Linked DNA regions of Mus musculus: all the other regions are linked to region 4. The links are chromatin contacts, called in public promoter capture Hi-C maps. All regions are on one chromosome and are shown on one strand. The core of a region is the stretch at or near the end of the contact, and the rest is flanking DNA. Distances in the headings are between cores, read along the strand shown. Region 1 holds the start of Fadd (Fas (TNFRSF6)-associated via death domain). Region 2 holds the start of Cd151 (CD151 antigen). Region 3 holds the start of Tnfrsf23 (tumor necrosis factor receptor superfamily, member 23). Region 4 holds the start of Ins2 (insulin II).

The links. Promoter capture Hi-C pulls out the DNA fragments that hold promoters and counts their contacts.
Region 1: a promoter capture Hi-C map of liver shows a contact between it and region 4, with 3 times the contacts expected there. The contact joins the promoter of Fadd here to the promoter of Ins2 in region 4. A contact is called at or near these places in 4 of 39 promoter capture datasets (hippocampal neurons, liver and stem cell-derived epiblast-like cells).
Region 2: a contact with region 4 is called in a promoter capture Hi-C map of hippocampal neurons, with 2.5 times the contacts expected there. The contact joins the promoter of Cd151 here to the promoter of Ins2 in region 4. A contact is called at or near these places in 3 of 39 promoter capture datasets (frontonasal cranial neural crest, hippocampal neurons and pre-B cells).
Region 3: a promoter capture Hi-C map of liver shows a contact between it and region 4, with 2.9 times the contacts expected there. The contact joins the promoter of Tnfrsf23 here to the promoter of Ins2 in region 4. A contact is called at or near these places in 3 of 39 promoter capture datasets (hippocampal neurons, liver and stem cell-derived epiblast-like cells).

Annotation. Positions count from the first base shown.
Region 1 is chr7:144,576,941-144,584,128 of GRCm38.p6, reverse strand. Fadd (Fas (TNFRSF6)-associated via death domain) reads left to right here and starts at 1,688. Exons shown (of 2, transcript NM_010175.6): 1 at 1,688-2,025; 2 at 3,269-5,806. The coding sequence starts at 1,740. The coding sequence ends at 3,600.
Region 2 is chr7:141,462,473-141,470,241 of GRCm38.p6, reverse strand. Cd151 (CD151 antigen) reads right to left here and starts at 2,880. Exons shown (of 8, transcript NM_001111049.1): 1 at 2,776-2,880; 2 at 1,696-1,823; 3 at 897-987; 4 at 585-776; 5 at 231-305; 6 at 17-121. The coding sequence starts at 980. It overlaps Cracr2b (calcium release activated channel regulator 2B), which reads right to left. Exons shown (of 10, transcript NM_001025103.2): 2 at 6,670-6,858; 3 at 6,481-6,592; 4 at 5,949-6,111; 5 at 5,400-5,546; 6 at 5,213-5,303; 7 at 4,886-4,978; 8 at 4,557-4,723; 9 at 4,405-4,476; 10 at 3,640-4,196. The coding sequence starts at 6,831. The coding sequence ends at 4,019. Gm10575 (predicted gene 10575) reads left to right here and starts at 2,471. Exons shown (of 2, transcript NR_152219.1): 1 at 2,471-3,360.
Region 3 is chr7:143,680,672-143,687,572 of GRCm38.p6, reverse strand. It overlaps Tnfrsf23 (tumor necrosis factor receptor superfamily, member 23), which reads left to right and starts at 1,698. Exons shown (of 6, transcript NM_024290.4): 1 at 1,698-1,791; 2 at 6,023-6,113. The coding sequence starts at 1,717.
Region 4 is chr7:142,678,469-142,685,587 of GRCm38.p6, reverse strand. Ins2 (insulin II) reads left to right here and starts at 5,862. Exons shown (of 3, transcript NM_001185083.2): 1 at 5,862-5,926; 2 at 6,041-6,241; 3 at 6,730-6,932. The coding sequence starts at 6,055. The coding sequence ends at 6,875.

The sequences.
Region 1 (7,188 bases), core at 439-2,938, 1.9 Mb before region 4:
CCCCCAGACTTTCAAGATTGGATTCTGACTATTGAGGTTTCCAGCTTCTGGGATTGAATCTCCTCTGCATTTACAGGATACATACACTCAGCCCCCTCAAGTAAGCCAGTCCAGTAAATTCACTTCTGTTGGTCTGCTCCCCTAAAGAGCCCTCCCCCAACCTAGTAAAAATGTGTTCGTGTGTGTGTGTGTGTGTGTGTGTGTGTGTGTGTGTGTGTGTGTGAGAGAGAGAGAGAGAGAGAGAGAGAGAGAGAGAGAGAGAGAGAGAGAGAGACTGTAGTGCCCAGCAGAGACCAGCAGAGGGCCCCTGATTCCCCTGTCTGTAGTTACAGACAGTTGTAAGCAGTCCTGCATAGTTGTTTGCAACCAGACCCAGATCCTCTGGAAGAGTAACAAACGCTCTTAACCTCGAGCCACCTTTCCAGCCCCATTTGTCATTCTATACAGCCTCAGCTGTCTGTCTGGGCTACAGCGTGAGACCCTGTCTCAAAAATCAACCAAAGCACTGAACTTTAAATGGGTGAATTATAAGTCAATCTAAAAAAATATAAGTCAACCCTGCTGGGTATGCTGTGCATAACTGCGCCCCACTAACCTGGAGCTCAGCCATTCAGCTAGAGTGCCTGGCCACTGAGCACCAGGAATCCATCTGTCTCTGCCAAAGTTGGGGTTTCAGATGGGCACCTCCTTGTTCGTCTTTTTATGTGGACACCAGGATCTGAGCATGGGTCCTCAAGCTTGGGCAACAGGCACTTTTTAACTCATGAGCAGTACTTGGGTGTGGCTGTGGAATCAGTGTATTGTTAACGAAAGCTCAAAGCAGGGCAGTTAGTGTCTCTACAACCTCCGGCACACATCAACTTTTTCTGATGACAATATTCCAAATCCTCTCTTCTACTCATTTTAATATACATATTATTGGCCTGGGGGAATGGATTGGCGGTTAAGAGCACTGTGTTGCTCTCACGGAGAACCTGGATCCACACAAGAGTTCACATCCAAACGGAACTCTAGTCCTAGGGGTATCCATGCCCTTTCCTGTCCTCCGTGGGCACTTGAAGACCTGTAGGAGCACTAAACCACCTACAAATGCTCATACATATACCAAGGAATATTTAATGGTTTTTATATGTACGAGTATTTTGTCAGCATACCACAAGTGTGCTTGCCAGAAGAGGATGTCAAAGCCCCTGGAACTGGAATTACAGATGGTTGTAAGCCATCATGTGAGTGCTGGGAATTGAATTCGTGAAGGTCCTCTGTAAGAATTGCCAGTGCTCTTAACCCCTGAACTGTCTCTCCAGCCCATAAGTAACTCCATCCATCTCTCTCTCTCTCTCTCTCTCTCTCTCTCTCTCTCTCTCTCTCTCTCTCTCTCTTTCCTTCTTTCCGGTGATAGAACATGATCTGGCAGCCGTAGGCATCTGCAGCTGCTCTTCCAGCCCCCCCCCACACAGTAGGGCTGCGCAGCTCCTCAGAGCCCCAAGAGGATCCACGTTACACTTCTGGTGAACAAGATCTGTTCTGCCTCGGGGTGAGAAACGCGCGCGTAAGCTGAAGTCAACGCAGCTCAGCTGTCAAAGCTACTACAACAGCGGATGCCAGCCCGGGCGGAAGCGGTTACAGCCACATCCGAAGCGCATGCGTCTGATTTGGACATCCCGCGAGACGCTGGGCGGGAAAGCCTAAGGTGATTTCCTATGTGGGATCGCTGAGGGGCAGCCCGGCGTACCACTGCCATGGACCCATTCCTGGTGCTGCTGCACTCGCTGTCCGGCAGCCTGTCGGGCAACGATCTGATGGAGCTCAAGTTCTTGTGCCGCGAGCGCGTGAGCAAACGAAAGCTGGAGCGCGTGCAGAGTGGCCTGGACCTGTTCACGGTGCTGCTGGAGCAGAACGACCTGGAGCGCGGGCACACCGGGCTGCTGCGCGAGTTGCTGGCCTCGCTGCGCCGACACGATCTACTGCAGCGCCTGGACGACTTCGAGGCGGGGACGGCGACCGCTGCGCCCCCGGGGGAGGCAGGTGGGCAGGGGGCGGGGAATGGGCGGGGAGGCCTGGCCTCAGTGCACCCTCCACTGGCTCCGACTGGGATGGACTCTAGGGCACGCCCACTTTTTTCAACCGCTTGAGCCGGAAGCTGGGAGGTCTTGTTTCTTACTGGCAGTGCCAAGGTTGAACCCAAGGGTTCGTGCCACTTGCCCAACCCCAGTATTAACTCGCCTCAGACCTGCAGTGCTTCGTTGGAAAACTCAGCTAAGAAGTGAATGTGACTAAGGCATCTTAACCCCAGTGAGGGTAGCGTTGAAGAGTGGGCAGAGGTCACGTGTGCCGGCTGCTCGGCACCATTTCCGTAGTGGGAGTGCCTGTGTCCAAGACTGCCCTTCCTGGCCAAGGAAAGATTGCGCGGCGGCTGTGCTCTCTGGTCCAGAGTGCAGTGTCTGGTTATCGGCAGTTACTTCTGTTTTGCGTAGAGAGGAGGCGCTATGCCTCCCCATAACGCACAGTGGATAGCAGCCACAGCTGAGCAACACCAGGCTGGCCTTGGGATGTAGATACAGATTAAGCATATATTAGACACTTGATCACTTGTGACAAATACTCGAGAAGCCATTTAAAGGGGCAAAGGTTTATTTAGTTCCTGGTTGGTTGTCACCGTTGCTCTTTGTCTACAGTGACACAGAACATCAAAGCAGCTGGAGGGCCTGTGGAGTAAAGCTTCCCACTGCCGGTGTGTGCAAGATCCACACGAAAATGGATTGTGTATTCACATCTCCAAGGCATTCCAATGTTTGTTATTGTTACAGGAATCCAGTAAAGGGTCTTCAGCCACTGCCCAGGGCTCCCTACAGAGATTACACCTTGCCTGTGTCTAAGCAGGGGCTCCAGAGTAGCACAGAGACAGATCTTTTGTGGTGTCTGGTCAAACCAGCAAAGGTCACAGTGTAAGATGTAGCTTTGGGGACTTTGGCCAACCCACTATTGAGCGGGGTGTTAGGGCAGCCCTGCTTTTTCCCTCTGACACTCCAGTCCTCAGTTGACAGTCTTCTAAGCCATAGCTCGCTGTGGCCCAGGCTGAGAATGTGGCTGGGCAGATCAGGCCACTTTGGGTATCTTGAAGTAGCTCCTGTGCTACTTAGTGTCAGCACAGGACCTGAGTGGCTTTGAAGTGATGTTGTCTTCGAAGTGCTCAGGCCCATGCTTGGTGGCCGGTAGGGAGACTTGCCCCAGCTCCTCAGTCAAGTCACACTGCTCTTTTCCCTCCTAGATCTGCAGGTGGCATTTGACATTGTGTGTGACAATGTGGGGAGAGACTGGAAAAGACTGGCCCGCGAGCTGAAGGTGTCTGAGGCCAAGATGGATGGGATTGAGGAGAAGTACCCCCGAAGTCTGAGTGAGCGGGTAAGGGAGAGTCTGAAAGTCTGGAAGAATGCTGAGAAGAAGAACGCCTCGGTGGCCGGACTGGTTAAGGCGCTGCGGACCTGCAGGCTGAATCTGGTGGCTGACCTGGTGGAAGAAGCCCAGGAATCTGTGAGCAAGAGTGAGAATATGTCCCCAGTACTAAGGGATTCAACTGTGTCTTCCTCAGAAACACCCTGACAAGCCTACAGCTCCTCTCAGGAGTCACTGTGGACTTGATCACACCATGATGTAGCACCAAGTGCCTTTTGTGCCCAGTGCCAAAAAGACCTTGCTGATCCAGGGCGGGTCCCCTCCCACCAGCTCCTGGAGTATATCTGTATCTACGGAACCTCTGCTCCCTGGGCTTTCGGAACACATGAAGGTTCCCCGTCGTGTTCTCCACCACTGCTCCTCCCCCCCACCCCCCCAAGAGGTCTCTGGTCTTGCAAGAAGGAAGTTGAAGCTGATGGCACATGTGCTGACTGCAGTTTGAGAGCCTTCTTCTTGTTCCTTGGGGGAAGACACCATCTCAGTTAAGATCACTTGGTTGCCTTACAGTTGGCCAAGAGGACATCTGTCTCACATCCTTGGAGGCCATCAGACAGCAGCTCCTGACCCCCCACCCTCAAACAAGTGCAAGACCCCTGTGAGGACTGTGGTTTAAAGGGTAGCACCTTGCCTCCATGGTGGTCTGTAAGCAAGTGCCCTGGGCCTACCTACATATAGTGGCTCACTCTGAAATCCTAGCACTTGAGAGTTGAGAACTGCACTTTACAGCAGCCTGAGCTACAAATGAGATGTTCTCCCCAAACACACAAAAGCAAGTGCCTTTACCTGGAGATAACTTGTGTCACCAAGAATTTCTATTATATTAAGAACCCTTCTAACCTCAGAAATCCCTCCCATCAGGCTGACTGAGGTGTGCTTACAGCCCTGGGTGCTAGTTGTGAATGGAGTGATGTGATTTCCTTCACACCAGCAGGGGCCCTGACTGCCACACTTGGAGCCCAATAAACCATTGTCTCAGCTTTCTAACCTTTGGCTGGGTGTGATAATACATACCTTTGATCCTAGCTTTTTAGGGAGGTGGAAGCAGGTGGATCTCTGTGATCTATGAGTTCAAGGACAGCCTAGCCTACATAGAGAACACTAAGTAGAAAGACCATATCTCAAATAAATAAAAGTTCATGTCTGGAGAAGAGGATCTTAGCCACAGGTTCTCCTGACAGAGTGAAGAGCTGTACCTCACTGTCCTAACCTAATGTGGACTTCAAGTGACCAGCCTGGGGCCTGTACTCAAACACAGATCAGTCATTTCCTGGCACTTAGGTTCTATGCCCTCATTTCCTGCTCCCTGCTCCACCTATCCACCAGACAGCTGACCCCTCAGCACACTTGAACTCTCCTCAATCGCCTTCCGCATTGTTGGTCCCTCCTGCATTCCTTGGGTTGCACCCTCCTCCACAGCCTCAAGCCTACCATGTTCTTCAGCTCAGCATTGCTCCATCTGGCTGTTTGTTCAAATTCTTGGCCATTGAGGCCTCCTGACTACTCTGGGGACTCATCCTGTTTTCTCTGACCCCATTTCTCACCTGGCTGTAGCCACAATGCTCTTGACTCCCCAGACTATGCATAGGCCTGTATAAGGTGTCTGGTGGGTGTTCTCTGTCATTCTCTACCCCTCCCCCTTTCTCCAGTTTGAAGGGTTTAAGACACGGTTTCTTGTAGCCCAGATGTAACCTAGGTTGGCCTCAAGCTGAGTGTAACTGAAGTGACCTTGAACTCCTTTCTGATCATCCTATGCGCTAGGAAGCCTGGGCAACCCTACTGCTCTTGCTGATGCCTTTTAACTGTCCTGTGGCAAGTCACAGGTCGATGGGCTTAGATGTCACTTTTTTTTTTTTTTTTTTTTTTGGTTTTTCCAGACAGGGTTTCTCTGTATAGCCCTGGCTGTCCTGGAACTCACTTTGTAGACCAGGCTGGCCTTGAACTCAGAAATCCGCCTGCCTCTGCCTCCCCAGTGCTGGGATCAAAGGCGTGCGTCACCACGCCCGGCGTGTCACATTTTTTGTACAGCTCAGGAATCCAAAATGGCTCTCCAGAGTTCAGCTCAGATATGAGCAAGCTGGTTTCCTTCTAGATTTAAGAGAATGTCACTTGCTGTATTCCCCTCTTTAAGTGGCAGTATTGAGTTACTACTGTTGCAGGGCTTTTGGGCCACCAAAGAAACTTATCCCTTTGTACAGAGTCCCTTCAACCACGTTGGGGATTAAAACGCGGTCATCATCAGGGTGAGCACCCCACACATCTCTGCATCTCCCCAACTTGTGCCCAGTTTTGCCCTGAACACCTCAGCATCAATTCCTCCTGCTGCTAATAAAGGCTTGTCAGAGCTGCACAGCTCACAGGTGACTCTCCTTGCCTGCTCTTCACTCCTCAGCTCCCATCAGGGTCTTGGCTCCTACCCATCCTTTACCAAGCGTTGGAACCACAGACCCGCCTGTTCCTAGAAGCCAGCCGCCCTGCATATTTTTAGTTTCCTATTTTTGAATTCCACAATCATTTCTGAGTCATTCAGCTGACTGCCTTCTGGTCACAAGGTCCCAGTGTGAGCTGTGTTTCAAATTAGACGATGGGACATGATGTGATGGAATGTGTGATGCATCCACCATAGGCCATGGGCCTCCAGTAGCTGATGCAAAACAGTGCTGGTTTTCTGGGAGATTCGGGAAGCCCACAGAATCTTTAGTCATGTGCTAAGTGGATGCTTGCCTGAGGGATATCTGCCAGCAATGGGACTCATTGTCACCAAGGCTTTGCTCAGCCAAAGCCAAGTGAGAGGGCTGGAGTGTTTTAGGTGTGGCTAGAACAGGACAGCATGGTAGGCATGCATGTGGAGGTCTATGGCTCCCAGACTCCCAAAGCCTGAATGGACTGTAAAGATGAGGTCTGCTCCCTGTCCATCAAAATTTGATGAGCATACTGTCTTATGCCTGTGATCTCAACACTAGAGGCGAGGGGAGGAGGGGTCACTGCATTTTAAGACCACCCTGGGCTAAATAGACCTTATCTCAAACAAAAAAGGCAGGTGTGTCATGGCATATACATCTGTAATCCCAGCATTTGGGAGGATCAGTTCAAAGCTAGTCTAAGCTACCTGGGACCCTATCTCAACAACCCCTTGACCCCACTGCCAATACAAAAGCCACACTGCATATTTAGGTAGGAATAGGATTCCTGTAGAGTGCAGAAGACAGTCCCTATGCTCAGTGGTGACTGCAGCAAATCAGCTTCAACACCTCAGTCTCTGAACTTGGTGAGAGATGTAGTTAGTTACACGGGCCTGTTCTCTGTCTTCCTAGGTAGTAGTGCACACCTAATTACATTGCTAAATTAAATTCTATTGCTTTGGCAGGTTTCTTGTTTATTGTTGATCACAAAGCCTAGGTTTTATATGTGGCAGAGATCCACTGCTAATAAAAGCCTGGGACAGTGGCACTTTTTCCAGTGGGTCTCCTGGTTAGAGGCAGCAGGACACAGGCAGTGTCCTCTAGATGAGGCCCTCTCCTTCCCTTGCTCATAGCTAAGGCCCAGCTGAAGCTACCACCAATTTGACTAGAGCCAGGGCTGGCCTTTTCCCTACCATCCTGTGTCCTTGAGGGGCCTACTCAGGCTCATCCCAGTCTCTTCTAAGTAAAGTCGTCACTTCCTTGGAGTTTGCACAGAGACAGTGAAAGGCCCCTGTGTCCCCTGGCTTTCCCACCAGACAGGAAAAGCACATGCAAA
Region 2 (7,769 bases), core at 1,631-4,130, 1.2 Mb after region 4:
TTCTAGGGGCACCCACCTCTTGCTGCAGCTTGTCGACAGCGCTGCTCACACCCTCGTGGCCTGACTGGTGGTATCTCTTGACCATGGTGTCCTTCAGATTCTCCTTGAGCTCTGTGTTCAGCTGTGGGTAGGATCAAACTCTGGGCAAAGGCAAAGCTGGAGCCAGGACCTCCAATGGGACTGACAGGGCCATGTTCTAGGCACACCCCATGGCCTGTCCAGGCCCTTACCTGCTGATAATAGACATAGGCCAGGATGCCAGCAATGATCTCCAGGAGGAAGATGATGAGGAGCAGGATGAAGTACTAGGGAGCAGGGACCCAGTAAGTGGGGGGTTGCTAGTGCCAGAGTACCACAAAGCCAAGCCCCCAACCCAGGAGGCCAAGCAAGAGGAATTCAGTTAGGAGCTACACTCTGGGGCTGCCTAGCTCCTTCATAGTTCTGAAGCTCGTGTCTGCCCCAACAGGGACAGCCTGCAGTAATACACTCAACCAGTTAAGTCCCCAGAACCAGTACCAGAGGCCCCCTGAGAAATCCATGCAAGGCACCCCTAGCCCCACCGTGTGCCACCATGCCCCACTGACCAAGCGTAACAGGTTCCGTCGCTCCTTGAAAGTGGCACAGCAGCCCAGGACTCCAGTCACCATGACAACAACACCAGCCACCACTAAGATGTAGGCCGTGGCTAGGTAAGTGCTTGAGGCCAGCAGACTAATGTAGTCACTCTTGAGGGCCAGTGTCCAGATGCCCACTGCCATGACAGCCAGGCCGGCCAGCTGCAGAAAGTATATACTGGTCACCACATCTGGCCTGGGTCTGGAAGCTGGGACTGAGCCCCCCAGGCCAGGCCTCCAACATGGGGACTAGGGATGCAGGGAGAAATTAGCTCTTCTCACCCAGAAGCAGCAGTTGTAGGTAAAGAGCAGGTACTTGAGGCAGACTGTGCCACATGTTGCCTTCTTCTCATTGAATTCACCCATCCTGGGCCTAGAGGAACGGGGAGGAGGTCAGATGGCCTGAAGCACCAGGCCTCCAAGTAGGAAGAAAGCTATCTACCAACGGAGACAGGAGGAGATCCAGCAGTCCCCGGATGATTGCAGTTTGGAGCTCAGCCAGCTATCTGCCCTCAGAGGAGCATTCCCAGGAACCTTATGAGTCACTTCCTGAACTAACCTCCTCACAGCCAGACACATGGTGGGTTATCATGGAGGACCCCCCAACATCTGCTGACTCACTCCTGCTGGCAACAGGGGGGGAAGCACCAGCAGACCTTCAGGGTACATTCCTGTTGATCGGCACCCCCAAGCATTCCCTGAGTCCCACAATCAGGCTGCTAGGTACTTACCACTCATACCCGTTCCCAGATATGGCAGAGAGCTCAGGCCACCCTAAGGGACAGTTTGTGAGGACTCTGAGCTGACTCTACTACCAGCCAGGGCAGAGACAATAAGATGCCGGTAGGTGGAGCCTGTACAACCAGCTCTCCTCCCGACTGTAGGGGGAGGTCCCAGTTCCACATATGTGAATGTGCCACTCCTCCAGGAGTCCCCTAGTCACACCCTGCCCTAGACACACTATTGTCTGACTGAGGACAGTGTACAGACCTCGGCTGACGCAGGTCAGATTCCCAGACACACACCTAAGCAGAACTGTTAGCCAGGGGCCTTGAGGCTCTGCCCAGGCACCAGCTCTCACCTCTCAAGTCAGGACCAGCAGGTACAGGTCAAAAGTCACTCTCTGCCCTTCACCTAGCAGGTGGGATCTTGCCACTCCAACTACAGAAGCTTAAGCAGTGGTCAAAATGGTTCTCAGAGCCACCAGATCTGCAAGGAAGCATAACAGGCAGGCCTGCTGTTTTCTACTGGACGGCGGCAGGCCAAAGAACATGGCTGACCTGCCTGATCTAGGGAGGGACCAAATGCCTTCTCCAAGTGCCCCACCTTCCAGTCCCATCCATCACAGTCCCTCCCCCACCAAACAGCAGCGACCGCAAACTGAAGGAGGATGCATCGACTGTCCATTTTGGAAAGTGGGAGAGATTTCAGAGCTCTATTTGGAGATGGGACCCAAAAATGCATGCTGCCTCACTGAAAGCGGGCAATGACATAAAGAAGCCTGGCCACAATGCAAACCCCCGGGGCCAGGCTCTAAAAGCCCAGAATCTATGGGCTTTTAGACACATCCATCAACCTAAGCCAAGAGACAATCAGCAGACTGGATGTAAATTCTCTGTGAAAGTGCCGGTGTGAGAGCCTGGACCAGCCAGAAATAGCTCCTGCGGCCTGGACACAACCGCCCTACACTTAGCTCCTGGACCTGTCCTGGGCCTTCGGCACCCGCCCCACCGACCCGATTAAACACTGAAGTGGGCTGGGCGAGGAATCCCCGCGTCACAGAGATGAAGTCACCACCGCCCCTGCCGCCCTCCCCCGCCCCGTGCCAGTGGGCGGACCTGCGGTCTCAGGGGAGGGAACCGGTGTCCAGGGACAATGAATAGGGTGGTCAGACTTTTAAATTTCTGGGTTTCTGCACGAAAGAGACCGTCAGGCCTGCTCAAGAACCACAGAAGCTCTCTCCCTCACCCCTCCCCCTCCGGCCTTCTAACTGCCCGGCCCCGGCGTCGATCTTCCGGAAAGGAGTCTGCAACCCTGTCCTACCTCAGGCTCTGCCTCCTGGGCGTCCCTGAGGCCAGCTTGGAGACTAGGAACACCAGTGAGCGAGGAACTCAGGACACTGCTCCCCACACCCTCCGGCTATGCTTCACGGAGCACTCACCAACCACGCTTTGAAATACCAGCCCCGGCAGCCACGGTAGGAGCGATCACTCGGAGTACAGAGAACGCTCGGCCCGGGGCCTGCGAGGACACGCCCTGCGCGCGACCCCGCCCCGGGCGCAGCCCCGCCCACGGCCGGCCTGGGCAGGCAAGTCCTAACTGGTTTGGTGCTAAGGCGCGCGCCAGAGAGACCTGTGGGTCTGTAAAGTTAGTTTAAAGGTGCCCCGTTTGTCATCAAAAGCCCCAACTCGCCCAGAGACAGAGGAGCTAGACCAGAGGTAGAACCCAGGTGGGGAGCGAAGAGGTGGGGAAGGTGGCACCTAGCCCACCAGAGGTCCAGAACTGAGGTCAAGACCAGTTTCTCTAGTCTAAGCCGGGAGAACCACTCTAAAGCTGCAGGTTCTAGCGGCTGAAGAAATGCTAGAGGGGAAACTCCAGATACAGTGTGGAGGGTGCCAGAAGATTCCATAGAGACATGAGGGCCCTGCGAGAGGTGCCCAGTGTGGGTGGCATATGGTCTGGCTAGGAACTGTGCCAAAGGATGATGGATAAAGGACCTGGACCAGAAAGCTAGCTGACCACGGAGGTGAGGAGCGGGACCTTCCACGTGTGGACTAGCGTGGGAGCGGACACCTGTTGAAACCTGAGTCCTGGGAGCTTCAGCTGGGAGGAATGGGTGAGGGCTTGGTGAATATCCAGAATCACAGAACACACACAAGCACACAGGAACCCCCAGCTGCAGGAACGAAGGGGTTAATGTGCACCTGTAAACCCCTCCATGTCACCTTGTGCCATGGATACCAAGCATGAACCACAAATGCACCGTGGCTCCCAAACACACAAGAGCCAAGGAGTACACAGTATACAATGGCCTTTATTGGTCCTTCAGACAAAGATTAAGGAAGACAGGATAGCCGGGCGTGGTGGCACACGCGCCTTTAATCCCAGCACTCGGGAGGCAGAGGCAGGCGGATTTCTGAGTTCGAGGACAGCCTGGTCTACAGAATGAGTTCCAGGACAGCCAGGGCTACACAGAGAAACCCTGTCTCGAAACCCCCCCCCCCAAAAAAAAGGAAGACAGGATAAAGACTGAAGGACTGAAGGCCTTGACTACTCTGAGGTTAGCTCCTTCAGGCATGGGATGCCTTCTGGGTAGAGCCACACACTTAGCAAGTATCCGCCACCAAGACCAGTCCCTCCTAGGGGCAGTCCTCTGGATAGGGAAGTGAGTCACTCGGGGCTGGTCATCGGGCACTAGGAAGATGGCCAGAGCCTCGTCTGGGGGGCCGAGCCCAGCCACAGCAGCAGCAGCAGTAGATGGGTCCGGGCTTGTGGGCAATAGCTAGAGCCTTCCTGTGGCTACTGCCCAGCAGCTTGGTCTCACAGGCATCTCTCTCATCTCGAAGCCTCAGATTCAGCTCCCTAGAAAAGAGAGGTAGGAGACCGAGGAGGCTAAGATCTAGAGGAAAAAGTGCATGGGGGAGATGCCTTCCCTGAGTCAAGAGGACTACAGAGCCAGCCGCATGAAGGCTATAGGGCAGACATAAGGACTTCCAGCAACATGGGTAGGAGCCAATACTATCTGGAAACTTGAAACCACTTCCCATTAGCCCAGGCAGGCCTGACCCACCTCAGCAGCTCCAGCTGCCTTAGGAGGCTGAGTTTCTCTTTCTGCATATTCCTGGAGACAGCAACCACATCTCTGTGGACAGGAAGGCTGTGATCCAGATGTGGGTTGGGGGGACAGACCCTTCTACCCTCACCACAGGCACTTCACCACACCTTTGGGTTTGCTCCTGCCGACCCTGTGCTTCGCCCTCCAGTCGACTGAGCTGCTCTTGGGCCTGGTCCAGCTGTGCCCGTATGGCCTCATAGGCCCTCTGCAGCTGGATGTGCTGGGCCTGTGCCTCTAGCTGTTCTGCAGCCCGGGCCTGCAGCTGCTGTTCCAGCTGGGGAATGGTGGAATGCTGGTTGGCATGCCACACCCCTCTGGTCCCAAGCTGACCCCTCACCCCTGTGGCTCCTGGTTGAGGACCCCAAGGCACAGATAAACCCGCCCGCCCCCCCCCCCCCCCATGCGAGGACACCAACTTGAACTCAATACGGCTTACCTCCCGCTGCCTCAGGCCTGCGCGCTCCAACTCCTGCTCACGGGTCTGCAGCTCCAGCTCCAGGTGGCCCCTCTGTTCCTCCCGGGGTAGGTTCTGGGATGTACAGCCGCGCTAGAGCCTTCGTTCCGGGCTCAAAGGAGGCAGGCAAGGGTGGGTAGCGAAGGGGTGGAGAGTGCGGGAAGGGGCACTTGCTGAGGCAGAGCAGAGTTCCCTGGACTTGGGGCAGCTTGGACTCCCAGAGGTGAGTCCTCTGGGGAGGAACCAATTCGGGGAAGGCGGAGCCAGAGAGGCGAGCAGCAAGGCTGGGCGAGGCGTGCGCGGGCCCACCTGGCTCTGCCTGCGGTGTCGCTGCTCCCCGAGCTGCTGCTCCAGTTCTTCATACAGTCCGCGCACCTCCCTCTCGTGTTCACTCTCCCGCCTTCGAGGAACCGGGATATCATAGACATGATCATTTCCGAGCCAAGTCTCTGCCCCCTCCGTGAGTCCCCAGACCCCAGGCTAGGCCAGCCCTCACCGTCGCAGCGCTTGCTCAAGACCTTCGCGTTCCCGGGCCGCCGCCTCCAGGCAGGCCGATGCGCGCATCAGAACTTCCTCTAGAGAGCCCAACAGCTCAGGTCGCTCGCGCTGCAGCCCGACCCAGAGGGTTCTCACAGCCCATTGCCTGGAGGATGCGATCAGAGACGGGAGCTGGTGGGTGAGGGTTTATCTCCCCATTGCGGACAGTGAAACAAACCCATGGAGAACCCAGCAGCCCAGAACTACACCCCTCGCTTGGTGCTCTTATGCTTCCTTGGCCTCTGCAAGTGTAAGGTGCCCTGTATACCAAGTGCTGGGCCAGTGCGTGCCTAAGGTGTCTGGTGGCACCCCGCCCCGCAGAGCTAAGGCTTCCTGAAATGCAAATTCCGAGGAAAATCACGCCAGGCCACTCTCCCAGACAACCACAACAGACAAGGGATGGACTGACAGGACCTAGGGGTTCTGTAACAACAGACAGGTGGGCAAGGTGGACAGACTGTGAAAAGAAGAGGAAACATTCTCAAAAAGAGAGTGGGGTTCAACTCACTCGCCCAGGACCCGGGCCACTCCTAGCTTCTCCAAGGAAGTGTAGAATGTCTCAACATCCTCCTCCTCCTCCTCCAGAGAGCCCCCTGTGCCCGACTCAAAGGTTTCCTCAGAAGTCCTCAAGGGGGACCCACCTGGGGCCGACTCCACCCCCACAAACTTCCCTGCAGACATGGGAGGAGAGAATATCAGGGTTGTGGGTTAGCACCCTGGACCTACCCAACTCCCTCCAGCCACATACAACATATCCTGCCCACTCTCAGGGCCCAGTTTCCTGTTTTTCTTCCTTGTTCTGGTTCTATTGGCCTGGGAATGGGAAATGACAGCCAGCTCCCCCGCCCCACCTTGGTTGGCAGAGAAGGGATTGGGGGAGGGCAGCCCATCCACTGTAGAGTAGCTGTGGGAGGTACAGCTCAGAATGCGCCTGTTTGTAGATACCAGAATGGCTAGGAAGTTGTGAATGAAAGGCACAGGCTTTCATAAGGTCTCAGGGCACCCTGAAGAGGGTCTCCAGGTGACTGGGACCTGCTCACCCAGGCCTAGACAGAACTCCCGGGCTGTGAGGAAGCCAGTGTGGGCCTGGTCCAGACTTTCAAATACAGCCTCCAGCTGTTCAGGCGTAAGTGGAAGATCACTCTGCAGACCCTGACCAGGCAAGAAGGACCACGGTGAGCAGCAAAGGTCGGCCTTGGGTCTAGCAACCTCTTGGATCTGGGGCTCACCTGCAGATCCTGACGAGTGATGAAGCCCTTGGCATCCTTGTCGCATAGTAGGAAGAGTTCCTGGGCCTGCTGCAGCACCTCTACTCCATGCCTTGCCGAGACCCCTGTTGTCTCCTCTCCCTCCTGGCCCTCCCCAGATCCAGGCAGCCCAGGGCTGGCCATAGGAGCGAGCCTTGGCTCTTGGAGGTGCTGTGAAGCAAAGGAAAGCTCAGCTGAGACAGGGACGCTCCAGGGTCACTGCGATGGCATGAAGCAGACCCAGTACCAGAGCTGCTTCTCAGGAAGTAGAGATTCTGGGAAAGGCTGAATCCCAGGAAGAAGCCAGTGCAAGAAAGGGAAGTGAGCTGGGTATGGTGGCACACATATTTAATATTTAATATTTAATCCCAGCACTCGGGAGGCAGAGGTAGGCAGATCTCTGTCTGTGAGTTTGGGGCCAGGCCGGTCTACATAGCAAGTTCCAAGACATCCGGAGCTACATAGAGAGATTCTACCTCAAAACAAAAAAAGAAAGTGTGACCAGGCGTTAGTGGTGCATGCCTTTAGTCCCAACACTCAGGAGACAGAGGCAGGTGGGTCTCTGTGAGTTTTAAGGCCAGTCAGGTCTACAAAGTGGGTTCCAGGACAGTCAGGGCCATATAGTGAGACCCTGTCTCCAAAAAAAAAAAAAAAAAAAAAGTGTGACCTTACTCCAACAGTAAAAGCTCTTGGCAGCCAGCAGAGATTCTGTAGTGAACAGAGAGTAGAGTCTGCCACATCCTGGACTTGGGAGATCCCAAGCTAGGACTGCCTAAGGTTGAGAGCTAAACCACTTCTGACCAAGACCAAGTCCTTAGCCTCAGGCCTGAGCCTGTGATACCCTGGACTTCTGACAGCTGGCAAGCAAGCTGCGAGTAAACTCCATCAGTCCCTCCCACCTGCCACTCAGGCAGGCCTTAAGGGTGCAGGTGCAAGGTCCCAGGCTTGGGCACTGGACAGCTTTTAAGAAACACCCCCACATCTTGGTTTAACACAGTCTCTGCAGCTTTCTCCTCCCCTGGGGCCTCCCCTCTCACCTCCTGGAATGGACATCCCACCTCTAATTAGAGCCACCTGTCAGT
Region 3 (6,901 bases), core at 449-2,948, 1.0 Mb before region 4:
TAGAGATGGCTGGAGAGATGACACAGCCAATAAGAGGATATGCTGTTCTTGCAGAGAACACCAGTTTGATCTCCAGACTCATATCAGGCAGATTACAGCCATGTGTATCTCCAGCTATTGGAGATATGTCACCTCGAGCCTCTGGAGGCACCTGTGCGCATGGACACGCACGCGCGCGCACACACACACACACACACACACACACACATGCACACACACACATTTTAAAATAAATGTTTTAAAGGAGCAAAGGGCAGAGGGCAGAGAAGGACCTGGAGCACAAATATCTAGCCCAGGGTAGACAGGCCTCTTCCTTTCACCTCCCCTCCACCTACAGTGTGGGACAAGGCAGATCTGTAAACTGTATGCAGAAAAGGAAAGCCACTAGCCTCCCCCTGCTCCCGAGCTACTCAGAGACTGGTGGGACAACAGCATCCACAAGTGCACAGTCCTCTCCTCTTCCCTTCCTCTACTTTCCCTCTGCTTCCCAAGGGTGAGGGACAGTTCAGCGTGTTGAACTAACCAAACTTTCTAAACACTTGTTTGTGTTTTGATTTGGTTTACTCCTGAGCAGACACCAGCCTGAGGGAAGACAAGAAATAGAAGAGCATCAGGCTGGCCAAGGAATTGGCCCCTCCCACTCCCCAGCCTAGGTGAGGGCAGATGGGCACAGGCTCCACTCCCTGGCCCTAGGGAGAGAGGCAAGAGATGAATTAAAGAGTACCAGGTGCCTGGAGCCAGGCTCCTCTTCTTTGGGGCAGCCATTGAAATCCAGGTCTCTGAGTCCTCCCTCATTTTAAAGAGGAAGTGGCATTTGGAAGGGAGATGGATGGGGCTGGTAGTGGGCCACTTTTTCGAATACCTGGAGGGGGCGGGTGGAACAGATGAACCAACCCAAGTTCCCTAGAGAAATAAGCATTCTACTTCCTGTGTTAGACTAGTAGACTTGGCTTAAATGTCCTGTGTCCCATGAGCTTGGATTGGCACACACAGTGGAGCTAAACACAGTGAAAGGAAGAAGAGGTGAGGGACTCACAGTCCAGGGATGTTCATACAGCCCTCCTCCCCCGACACACCCCCCCCAACCCCAGCACTGGAAGAGTGCCTACGAGTCCTGGATATTTTGAGGTCCTCAGAGTCAGCGAGTCCCACACAGCCCCTCAGACTCTGACAGTGAAGCCTTCAGCTGCTGCTCCAGACCATTGACCAGTGAACACTCACAGGAAAGCTACAGGGATAGAGTTACTTCAAACTTCCCCATGTTGAGCTAAGACAGTGTGTGTTGTAGCTTATCTTCCTCTTTTTGTTTGTTGCTTTTGAGAAGGTTTACAGTCTGCTGCAGTCTGACTTTTATAACGATTCCAGCTCTAGTTCATGCCTCTCCCTCCACTCAGGTCCAGGAAAATTTTTAATTAACTTATAATAAAGAGCAGTATACTGTAATGGAAAACAAACGAAGGCAGAGAATTCGACTTTAGCTTGCTGCTTATAACAAATATGATTCTGTTAATAACGTCACAGGCATTTAAAATTACTGTATTTATAGAAAACTAGATATTACTGAGCACTGATGGTGGTGGGAAGGCAAGAGTGGTGGCGCTGGACCCGCCCACGAGATTAGGCAACCATACAGAAACCAATCCGCTGACAAGAGGCGTGGCCACCAGCTTGAAATAGAGCTCCTCCAGCTGAGTGACACCATGCTAGCTCACAGCCATGGTTACCTTCAGCCACGTCTCCAGTCTGAGTCACTGGTTCCTCTTGCTGCTGCTGCTGAATCTGTTCTTGCCGGTGAGTAGATATGGCCCTGCGGAGCTGAGATTCGCGCTGGGCACCGGATCCCCGGGCTGCAGAGGAAAGCTACTGCGGGCGGTGAATTGGCTCTTCCGCCAGGGTCAGCCTTGGCACCGCCAACCAACTCCTCAGAACTTCGTCCAGAGTTAAGTGGTCCAGAGTTGGGGAATTGTGGAGGTGAAGCAGAGGCAGGGGAATGGCCAAGCGGGTAGCCAGAGAAAGTGTGTCCGGTTGGTCCCTGAGCTCCCGGACAAGACGGACACGCCTCTCCTCGCTTTCTCATCTGAAAGCGGTCCTTCCGAAGGTGACTCGGGAAAGTGCCATTGCGGACTGCAGTGGCCCGCGCGACTGTGCGCCTTGGGTGGGTCCGGCCCGGCTCGTCTTGGGGTGTAGTACTAACTACTACAAAAGGATCTGTGTGGAAGGCCTGGCTATGCCTTTCCTGGGCCTTTCGGGTCTCTGCTAAGTTCGTCCCGAGATCGCTTCTTGTCTCTTTAATCTTAAACTGCAGTTAAACCTAAGTTAGTGGGCAGCCTGATCTACATAAGGAGTCTCAGAACAGCCAGAACTACACACAGAAAGGCTGAAAACCAAAACAAACTAACGGAAAAAAAAAACCCAAAAAAACCAAACAAATAAAAAAAAAAACCAAAACCAACCAAACAACCAAACAAAAAACCTAGACAATCCTGTAAATGACATTTTAGTTACAGCCAACTTAATTTTATGTCAATTTTCTCTCATAAGAGTCTTCAAACCCAAAAATAGGCAGAAAAAGGTTTATGTTTTATAACCTGTAAGGATATCCATTTTCTAACACATTCAGATCTTTAGTTATAACAACAACAACAACAACAAAATAACCCTTAGATTGTTCTAAGATAGTATCTGAGCAGTCAGAGACCACTTACATGTAATCAGCATTTCTTTAAACCATCTAGGAGCTGGTTAATAGTAATTCTTTGCTAGCTGCTGGTGAGCAGCTTTCACAGAAATGGACCTAGAGGGCATCCAGCTTCCCTGGGAATCTCCTGGGCAAGGGGCCAGAGGATATGCAACTCAGAGGTGACTTCAAAGTTCCCAGCACTTTGAGGGACTTCGAACATATTTCACAGGCAGGTTTCACATGGGATGGCCCTTGACCCTGAAATCTCTTCCCATCCCTATTAGGGCTCTGGGGCTCCATGCCTGCCCAGGCACCGCCTGAAAAGTGGTGCATTTTGTCGTCCAGAAATCCCCAGAAACAATCTAGACAATATTAGGCTGTTTTTGTTTTTGTTGTTGTTTTAAGGTTGTTGTAAAGAAAAAATGGTGATCGTCTCAAATAATGCCACAAAAAGAAGGTACTCCAAAGAAAGACTGAGGGTGAGCTGGGCGGGGTAGTGCACGCCCTTAATTCTAGCAATTGAGAGACGAGGTAGACATGTTTGTGAATTTGGGTTTAGTCTGATCTTTATAGTGAGTTCTAGAACAGCCAGACTGTGTATGAGACACTGTCCTGTAAAAGTCAAAAATAAAAATAAAAGACTGAAGATAACATCTCTTTCAAGAATATTTTTTAAAAAGACTATCCTCAAAGAATATTGAAATTTTAAAAAATAGGGTATGTGTGTAGATTTTTGGTCTTTTGAGACAGGATTTCTCTGTGTAGCTCTGACTGTCCTGGAATTTGCTCTGTAGACCAGGCTGGCCTTGAACTCAGAGGTCTGCCTGCTGGAATTAAAGACATGGGCTGTGAAGATATCCTACTAAATCCACTGTCTAACCTGTGGTCATGTCCTTCCTAAGTGTAAGTACAGGTGAAGCAGGCCATCTCCAAGGGGTAAAATAGTATTGCCTTCAGGGCAGTGATGAAGTGTCAGCTTCAACATATAATAATGGTGACGATGAATCAAGATGAAGGTATTGAACCTAGGAACCCTAAAAAGAAGACTCCTGCCTGGCGAGTTAAGGGCAGAATTCCTGACAAAATAAATGGGCAGAGAATACCAGAAAGATAGAGATAGATAGATAGATAGATAGATAGATAGATAGATACATAGATACATAGATATATAGATACATAGATACGTAGATACATAGATACATAGATATAGATAGATAGACAGACACAGACAGACAGACGGACAGAAGACAGATACATACATACATACACACACACACAAACACACGGACAGAGAGAGAGAGAGAGAGAGAGAGAGAGAGAGAGAGATCCTATCTATGAACCAGGAAAATCCTGTGGCCAAGGAATTTCTCCTGAAGGCTGGACAACACTGGCTAGCTATGAGATCAGAACACAGTGGTAAGGATGAATGATGATGGCTCCCACAAATGTATAGATGGGCCCTAAGGGTTGATGCTGTGGAGAATTTTTTTCCAGAGTGTGTACCATAAAAATGCAAATATAAAGAAGTGAGCCTCAGTGCTCATTTTTTTTGTAAAGAGCTCAAGTGACTAGAGTAGTAAGTATATTAATATCTCCATTTAACAGATGAGAAAAGTGAGACATGGGGATGGTAAATAGTGAATATCCTATTAATCCATAGACTCTGTTAGCTTGTGTGATATCATGGCTCCACACATGTTCTTTCAATCCCCTATAAATGATCAATGATCACTACATCAAACTTTGGGGTTTTTTATGGTTTGTTTTTTGTTTTTTTGTTTTGTTGTCTTTGTTATTTGCCTCTGTTTCATGTAGCATGTATCAGTATCTGGGGTGCATTAAGTAATGGCTACTCTTGTAGAGTAACAAGGCTCAGTTCCAAGCACCCACACATGTTTGTAATTCTAGTCCCAGGAATCTGCTGCCTTCTTCTGGCCTCCTCAATCACTGCACACACATGGTATATATGCATTCAAGCAGGCACACACTCATAAACACAAATATAAATCTTTAAAGTCATCTGTTGCAGAACTAGAAATATAGCACATTAGCAATTAATTAGTGCCTAGTGTGAGCCCTGGGTTTAATCCTCAGTACTACAATAAAATAAAGTAAAACCAGTTATTTACTTACAATTACTTGAGGCTTTGAGTAATGAAAGACCAAACAAAATTAGATTTTACTTATTTGTTGATTTATTCATTTATTTTAGTATTTGATTTTGTTTATTTGTTTAAGTGTTTCCTAAAGGGTTGTTAAGTATGTCACTTGTCTGCAATTCCTGAGGCCAGAGAGGACATCAGATTCTCATGAACTGGAGTTACAGGTGACTGTGAGCCTCTTGCATGGTTGCTGGGAACCAAACTCTGGCCTTCTGCAAGAACAGAATATGTTTGGGTTTTTTTTTGGGGGGGGGGTCTTGTTGTTTTAAGACAAGCTCTGACTATCCTGGAACTCAGGAGATTCACCTTTCTTTGCCTCCGGAGTGCTTGGATAAAGATATGTACCGCTCTGCCTGGACGACATATGCTCTTACCTGCTATCTCTCCAGCCCAAGAAACACATCTAAAGCTTTGGTGTACTTAGAGAAATAGTATGTGAAGGAGGTAAATTAAAAGAAAAAACAGGGGCTGGAGAGATGGCTCAGAGGTTCAGAGCATTGACTGCTCTTCCTGAGGTCCTGAGTTCAATTCCCAGCAACCACATGGTGGCTCACAACCATCGATGCCCTCTTCTGGTGTGTCTGAGGACAGCTACAGTGTACTCACATACATAAAAAAAAAACAATTCTTCAAAAAAAAAAAGAAAAGAAAGAAAGGAAGGAAGGAAGGAAGGAAGGAAGGAAGGAAGGAAGAAAGAAAGAAAGAAGACAAGAAAGAAGGAAGGAAGGAAAGAAAAAACAAAAAACAAGGCAGAGCTCTCACTCCTTTGTCCTTTTGCAAGTTGTTCCAACTGGTGTCTCTATCTGCAGCCCCAGCATAGGGAGCAGCCATCAAAGCTTGAGGTTCAGATTATAGGATCCCAATAGGTCACAAGTTGTGCTAGAAAATTTGCTGCTGCTGCTAGAAGTGAACTAGGGATGGAGTGGAGTGGGCATGATACTGCTGTGCAAAAAGCCAAGAGCCACTAGACTTGGCAGTGGTGTATTGTACAACCTTCCATGGGCAACTGCAGGCTTCAGAGTTCTACAGCATAGCATCAGCCACAGCGTAGCATCAGATAGTCCCTGCTGGGCTCTGCACAAGGAGGCCCTGCCTTGGTACTTCCTTTTCCACCATTATCCAAACCATCCTCTGCAGTTACCATAAGTATGAGCTGCCCCTTGTCCTTTTCCACTCACAGGTAATATTTGCTATGCCTGAATCATACTCCTTCAACTGTCCCGATGGTGAATACCAGTCTAATGATGTCTGTTGCAAGACCTGTCCCTCAGGTGAGTTCTTCAATGAGACCCAGTGCCACAGCATAGACATGGGTGAGCTTTGGGGCACACCAGTGGCTATACAAGATGAGGAGGGTGTGGATCAGGGAGCTCAACTCAGCCATTGCCTACTCTTTCAAACTCTAGGAGATGCTTCCTAACCAAGGTACACAGACTGTCACCCCTAAAGGAGGCCCTCTGTCTGTTCAAGAGGGTTGGTGTGAGTATTCATTGCAAGGCCTCACTAATATAGGGTCACCCAACTCTCCATCCTTCAAGGCATGAGTTCTATGCCCATATCCAAAGGCACCCAGCTAAGAGGAAGGGTCAAAAAAGCGAGCTGGGAGGGTTAATTTCATCTACCTGTACTTGTCTTGGGTGCCAGGGAACCCTCAGCCCCCACTGCTACCACTTCCAATGGAGAAAGTGGCTTAAGTAGCTTGCTATGGTCACACTCTACCTTGGTGGCAATGTCAATCCTTGCTCTTCTGCTCCCAGTTAACAGCACATGTGCTCTGTATCAGGAACCCTGGTTCTGTAATTATTTCTGGGGAGACATAAACACCAACTGTTCACTCCAGATAACAGGAAGTGATAATAGTCACTGAGAACAGACCAAAGAAGCGATTTACCCAAGTGTGGTTTGGTGAACCATTGAGTTTATTGGGGTCGCTTTCACACCCATAGGTGACTAATGCAACTACATATTGTAATATTAGCCTAGCATGGGTGACAACTTTTTAAAGCTGTATGCCAAAAGCACTCTGCACAACTTACAGGGAGCCAGAGTCTCTTTTCTA
Region 4 (7,119 bases), core at 4,613-7,112:
TGTAGGGCAGGTTTTAGGCCTCAGTGATACTTAGAGTAAGCTTTAGATCAAGCGAGAATCTAGAGAAGGCCGCAAACCCCAGTGACAATCTGTAGACTGTTTTAGGCCACAGGGAGAACTTGTGGAAAGGTCTTTAGACCCACTAAAAACCTGTCAAGGCCTTATAGGTCTTCTGAGAACTTAGAAAATATTTTGGATCCAATGAGACCCTGGGTAGTGCCTTAGGCTCCAATTAGAATCTAAGCAAGGCCTTAGGACATATTGAGAAAATGGAGAAGGTTTTAAAGCCCAGTGACAGCCTTGGAAGTCCTTAGGCCCTAGTGAGAATCTTGGAAGCCCATAGGCCCCAGTGAGAACATGTTGAAAGTTTTAGACCCCAGTGAGACCCTGTAGGAGGACTTAGAATTCAGTGACACTTTGGGGGAGTCCTTGGGTCCCACTGGGAACCTGGAGAAGCTTTTAAGTACCAGTGAGAACCTGGTTATAGAGTGAGAGCATTTAAGAGGCCTAGGGACCCAGTGAAAATGGTCAAAAGCCTGTGAAAATTTGGGAAAATTTTTAGACATCAGTGAGACCCTGGTTATATTTTAGGCCTATTGAGATCTTATGTAATGCCTTAGGCTTCAGTGAGAACCTGGGCAAGGCTTTAAGACCCAGTGAGAACATGGGGAAGACCTTATACCCCAGTGACAACCTGGGAAGACCTTAGGTCCCAGTGTGAACCTATAGAAGGTTTTAGGCCTCAGTAAGTACCAGAAAAAGACTGTATGCCTCATTTAGACCCGGATGAGTACTTAAAACCCAGTGAGAACCTGGGAAAGGCCTTAGATCCTAGTAATAACAAAAGTCCTTAAACCCTGGAGAAAGCTCTAGACCCCAGAAAGTACCAGGAGAAGGCCTTCATTTTCAGTGATATTATGGAGAAGAACTTAGGTCCAGAGAGAAGTCTTATGACTCAGTGAAGACCTGGTGAAAGTGTTAGGCCCCAGTGGGGATGTAGTATAGCCATTAGGCCATAGTGAAAACCTGGGGATAGCCCTAGACCACAGTAAGTACCAGCAGAAAGTCCTGGGTCCCAGTCAAAAACTGACAAGACCTTAGGACCCACTGAGAATATGTGAAAGACCATAAGTGCAATGATTCCTGGAATAAGATCTTAGTCTTCTGTGATACCTTGGATAACTCCTCAGTATCTATGAGATCCTGGAGAAATTTGCAGCCTCCATTGTATACTTGAAGGGTCGGAGGCCCCTGTTAGACACTAAGGAAGGCCTGGGTCCCAAGGAGACTCTAGAAAGACCTTGAGCCACAAAAAGACCCTGAGGAAAACCTTGACCTCAGTGAGACCCTGGTAAAGTACTTGCACCTTAGAGAGATTCTGGAGATGTCTTATAAACAAGACAAACCCTGTAAAAGGCTTTATGTTCCAGAAAGACCCCAGTAAATGCCTTAGGTTCCCAGAGAGACCATAGAAAGATCTTGATTCTAGTGAGACCCTGGGAGATTCTTATTCTTGACTGAAACCCTGGGAAGCTCCTAAGCTCAAATCAAACCTCAAGTAAGACCTTAGGTCTGAATAATATAGGGAAGGCATGAGGCAAGTTTAGACCCTGGAGACAGCTTTAAAACCCACTGTGACTCCAGGGAAGACCTGGGGTCCCAGTGACACTTTGAGGAAGACCTCAGGCCCTAGTTAGTCCCAGAAGAAAGCCACAAGGCCCAGTGATAAATAGGGAAGGCCTTTGCAAACTCAGTCATAAACCAATGAAAGCCTTACAACCCAGTGAGAACCTGGGGAAAGCCTTAATAAGACCCAGTGAGAATCTGGGAAGGCATTAAGACTCAGTGAGGTCATTACTCACTCTGAATAGGCTTCAGACCAGAGAACCTACAAAGGCCCTAGTGAAAACTTGAAAAGGCCTCAGGCCCTAGTACAAATCTGGAAAGGCCTTAGGCCCAGTAAGGACATGGGGAAGGCTTTAGACCCAATTAGAACTTGGTAAAAGCACTAAGCCCCAGTGAGAACCTAGGGAAAACCTGCTACCCCAGTAAATAACCAGGATAAGGCCTTAGGCCCCAGTCAGAACCTGAGAACATCTTGGATAGCCTGAGAGAATATGAGAAAAGCCTTAGATGGAATGATGCCTAGTGTAAGGCCCTAGCCCTCAGTGATAGTTTAGATAAGTCCAAGGTCTCGCAAAAATTCTCAGCCTTCATGACTCCTATAGGTCCTGGGAGAACTTAGGTAAGGCCTGTGCCCCAGTAAGACCCTGGGAAGACCTTTTGCCATAGAGACCTTAAAGAAACCTTTGGACTTAATGAGACCCTGCTAAGAACCCATTTAGACCTTGATGATAACTATTGGCCACAGTAAGACCCTGAGGAAAGCCCTTGGCTACAGTGAGGCTTTAAGAAAAGCCATTGGCTTCAATAAGTTCCTGGGGGAAATCTTAGGCCCCATGAAACCTTGCTAAGGCCTGGGTCCAGTGAGTTTCTGTGGAAGGTGTTAGGTTGAGACTGTGAAGATGTCCTTAGGCTCCCATTCAGTCATTGGAAAGAACTCAGGGCCTGGTAAGTCCATCTGTAGGTTTTAGGGCTATGTGAAATCCTTAAGAAAGTTTTAGGCCCTAAGAAGTACTTACATCTGGGTGTAACAAGATGTCTCTGCTTGTAATGGTGTAATGGTGTCTGCTACTAAGCCTGATGACTTAATGGGCCTGCCTCTAGGACTCATTTTGTGGAAAGAGGGATTCATGCCCTGTGGATTGTCATTTGACTTCCACATTTGGAAGGAAACAAACTAATCAGTTAATTAAAATATAGATATAAAAGAAGAAAAGCCGAGACTTCATACAAGTCTATGAGCTTTCCTTAGGCCATGGGGACCTTCGGCTATAACGTCTAGTGAGATGATAGTGGAGGCTTCTGGCCCAGGGATACTCTAGAGAAATCCTCCTTCCCAATGGGACACATGTATAGTGTTTGTGTATTGCTGCGATCCTGGGAAGTTCTCATGCCTCACTGAGGCCTTAGAACAGGTTGTGAAGCTACTAAAGAACCTGAGATGGGTGGAAGCATCCTAAGGACAGTGTAGAAGGACCTTAGGCCTCAGAAACTCTTAGCAAATCCTTGATCCCCACCATGACCTGGAGGAGAGCCCGAACCATTTTAAAACTTGAGCAAGGTCTTCAACCCCATGTGACCCTGAGGGAGACTGGCCTTTTCTGAGACCCAAGGGAAGTCCTTAACACCACTGAAATGTCAAGGCTTTAGGTGCTTAGGGCTCTGGGGAAGTCCATGAATCATGAGATACTAGTGAGAGCCATGAACCTTGCTGAGTGCCCAGAGAAGGTATGGACATCATTAAGAATCTGGGACCATGGGACAGAGAATAAGATCCTCTAAAAACCCAGAGAACACAGGGGACTGTGCTGAGACCCTTCTCAAAGCAGTACACCACACTGAGATCTCTGGTTCTCTGTTCCTTTGAGACTTTGGGAGATAGTGTGGACCCCACAGCAACCATGGGAGAGGTCTTAGGGTTAACTGAGCCCCTGGTGTGATGGCTTGAGTGTGAGACTTCCCCAATAGACTTGTATGTTTGAACACTTGGTCTCTAACATGTGGTGCTGTTCTGGGAGATTGTGAAACCTTTTATACATGGGGCCTAGCTGATTGATACATAAAGGGCCATAAGAGTGAGGGTTAGGGTTATAGGCCAGCCAGCCCTGTTTCCGGTCTGACTCTGATTCCTGGCCAGCATCTCTGCAAGCTTCTGCTTCCACAGACAGACCAACTTCAGCCACCATGACTTCTGTTCCATGATGGACCATGAGCTGAAATAAAACCTCTCCTTCCCAAAGTTGCTTCTTTGGGGAGATTCGTTCACAGGGATTTGAAAGGCACTAAGTAAGACAGAAAGAGTTAAGTCCTTTTAAGATCTTGGGAAATCAGTGAGGCCCATTGAGGTCCTATAGAGGGTCCTAAGATCCCTTGAGATCCACAGGAATGCCATGACTTTGGATGAGAGCCAGGGAGGCAGTGTGAACCCTGCTGAGTTCCCAAGCAGACTGGGTTTCACTAACATCTGGAGAAAACCTAAGTCCCTTTAGTACCCTGGGGAAACTGTAAGAGTTTGAAAGAGTGGTGATATGGCAGGACCATGATGAGACTCTGAGGAAGATTGTAAGCTCCAAAAGTGCCTAGAGAAGGTCTTAACCCCACTGAGAAACTGAAGCTGTCTCTGGGAGCCCTTGCCTTCAAGGGTACCCTAAAACCTCAAAGAGACTCTGGGAAAGGCATCTGTTCAGCTGAGACTCTAGGGAGAGCCCAGAGCCACAGTGAAACTCTCATGGGGGAGAGAAATGGGGAGGTGGCGTTGCTGCTGAGCCACGTGAAGCCTTAAGCCGCAGGGAGACCCTGAAAATAGACTGTAAGCAACCTTGGGGTGGGGTAAGCCTGTTGCAGCGTTAGTGTATCCATGAACTCCTTTAAGATACAAGCTATGTGTCATTCCTCATGGAGACGCCGGAGAGTCTTGAGCTTACATGATGGTCCTGCGGAGGCCTTAAAGTCCTGTGGGGATGCTCAGGGTTGTCCCTGTGTGTCACTGAGACCTCCGAAAGAATTTAAATATCACAGAAAAAAAAAACATAAAGAAGACCTTAAGCCTTTTTAAGTTCCCAAGGAGAGCCAGAAGTGGTGGTATATAGCTCAACTTGGGAGACTGAGGCAAAAAGACTGACTGAGTTTAAGACCAGCCTAGCTACACCACAAAGCTCCTTTCTCAAAAGAAAAAGCTCCCAAGGAGGTTGGATCCCCAGTGAGACCCTCAGCAAGGCCCTCTGGCCTCACTATGGTCCTGAGGACACCCCTCCACACTGCCCTGATCTTCTTACCCCATCCTGCCTGAGCTCTTCACCTGCTCTCCTCTTGCATTCAAATATCTTCTGCTACAGTAGGTCCACTGGAGTCTCCCAGGTACCCAGAGTGTGAATGTCTGCAGCACTTTCTGGGGGACAAGGAGCAGAGAGCAAGGGACCCACAATTCGGGTCTAGTGTCTGTAAAGCCTTGCGGAGGGTAGAGTTCTAGTTCACACAAGGCACCAAGTGTTTTTGCTGGTTGCCTAGGAAACAGGACAGTGCCAAATCAGGAACAGAAAGAGTCAAGGAACCCCCAACCACTCCAAGCGGAGGCTGAGAAAGGTTTTGTAGCTGGAATAGAGCATGCACTAACAGATGGAGACAGCTGGCTTTGAGCTCTGAAGCAAGTATTACATATGGAGACTTGCTGGCCTTCAGGTGCTTATCTTGTTATTGGATACTGCAGGAGGATGTACCACAGGGCTTCAGCTCAGCTGACCCCCAAGTGGGATATGGAAAGAGAGATAGAGGAGGAGGGACCATTAAGTGCCTTGCTGCCTGAATTCTGCTTTCCTTCTACCTCTGAGAGAGAGCTGGGGACTCGGCTGAGTTAAGAACCCAGCTATCAATTGGAACTGTGAAACAGTCCAAGGGACAAAGATACTAGGTCCCCAACTGCAACTTCCTGGGGAATGATGTGGAAAAATGCTCAGCCAAGGACAAAGAAAGCATCACCCACTCTGGAACAATGTCCCCTGCTGTGAACTGGTTCATCAGGCCATCAGGGCCCCTTGTTAAGACTCTAATTACCCTAGGACTAAGTAGAGGTGTTGACGTCCAATGAGCGCTTTCTGCAGACCTAGCACCAGGGAAGTGTTTGGAAACTGCAGCTTCAGCCCCTCTGGCCATCTGCTGACCTACCCCACCTGGAGCCCTTAATGGGTCAAACAGCAAAGTCCAGGGGGCAGAGAGGAGGTGCTTTGGTCTATAAAGGTAGTGGGGACCCAGTAACCACCAGCCCTAAGTGATCCGCTACAATCAAAAACCATCAGCAAGCAGGAAGGTACTCTTCTCAGTGGGCCTGGCTCCCCAGCTAAGACCTCAGGGACTTGAGGTAGGATATAGCCTCCTCTCTTACGTGAAACTTTTGCTATCCTCAACCCAGCCTATCTTCCAGGTTATTGTTTCAACATGGCCCTGTGGATGCGCTTCCTGCCCCTGCTGGCCCTGCTCTTCCTCTGGGAGTCCCACCCCACCCAGGCTTTTGTCAAGCAGCACCTTTGTGGTTCCCACCTGGTGGAGGCTCTCTACCTGGTGTGTGGGGAGCGTGGCTTCTTCTACACACCCATGTCCCGCCGTGAAGTGGAGGACCCACAAGGTGAGTTCTGCCACTGAATTCTGTCCCCAGTGCTAACTACCCTGGTTTTCTTCACACTTGGGACATTGTAAATTGTGTCCTAGGTGTGGAGGGTCTCGGGATAACCAGGGAGTGGGGACACGTTTCTGGGGGAAGCTAGACATATGTAAACATGGCAGCTGCCAGGAATGAGTAAGAATCCTGCCTTAAGGGGTCCTTGGTGGTAGTAACTTGGGACATGTGACTAGATCCCAGGATAGGTACCTATTTAGGGCCCTCATAGAGCACTGCACTGACTGAAGATGAGTAGGCTTTAGAGGCCCATGTGTCCATCCATGACCAGTGACTTGTCCCACAGGCATGCAACCCCTGCCACCTGCAGGGGTTAAGGGGCGAGAAAACCTGGGGTAGTAGGAGGTTGCTCAGCTACTCCTGACTGGATTTTCCTATGTGTCTTTGCTTCTGTGCTGCTGATGCCCTGGCCTGCTCTGACACAACCTCCCTGGCAGTGGCACAACTGGAGCTGGGTGGAGGCCCGGGAGCAGGTGACCTTCAGACCTTGGCACTGGAGGTGGCCCAGCAGAAGCGTGGCATTGTAGATCAGTGCTGCACCAGCATCTGCTCCCTCTACCAGCTGGAGAACTACTGCAACTAGACCCACCACTACCCAGCCTACCCCTCTGCAATGAATAAAACCTTTGAATGAGCACAAGTTGTGTGTGTATGTGCATGTGCATATGTGGGACCAGGAGACATGAGTGGGGCTGGTAGGGTAGCCACAGCTTAATCTATCTATCTGCCTAGCCACAATAGCCCCTAAAAGATCTACCCAAGACTTCTTTGGTTCCCTCTGCATCCCCAGTTTTCTCCTGGCTCCCTGGGCACCTCCCACAGGTACC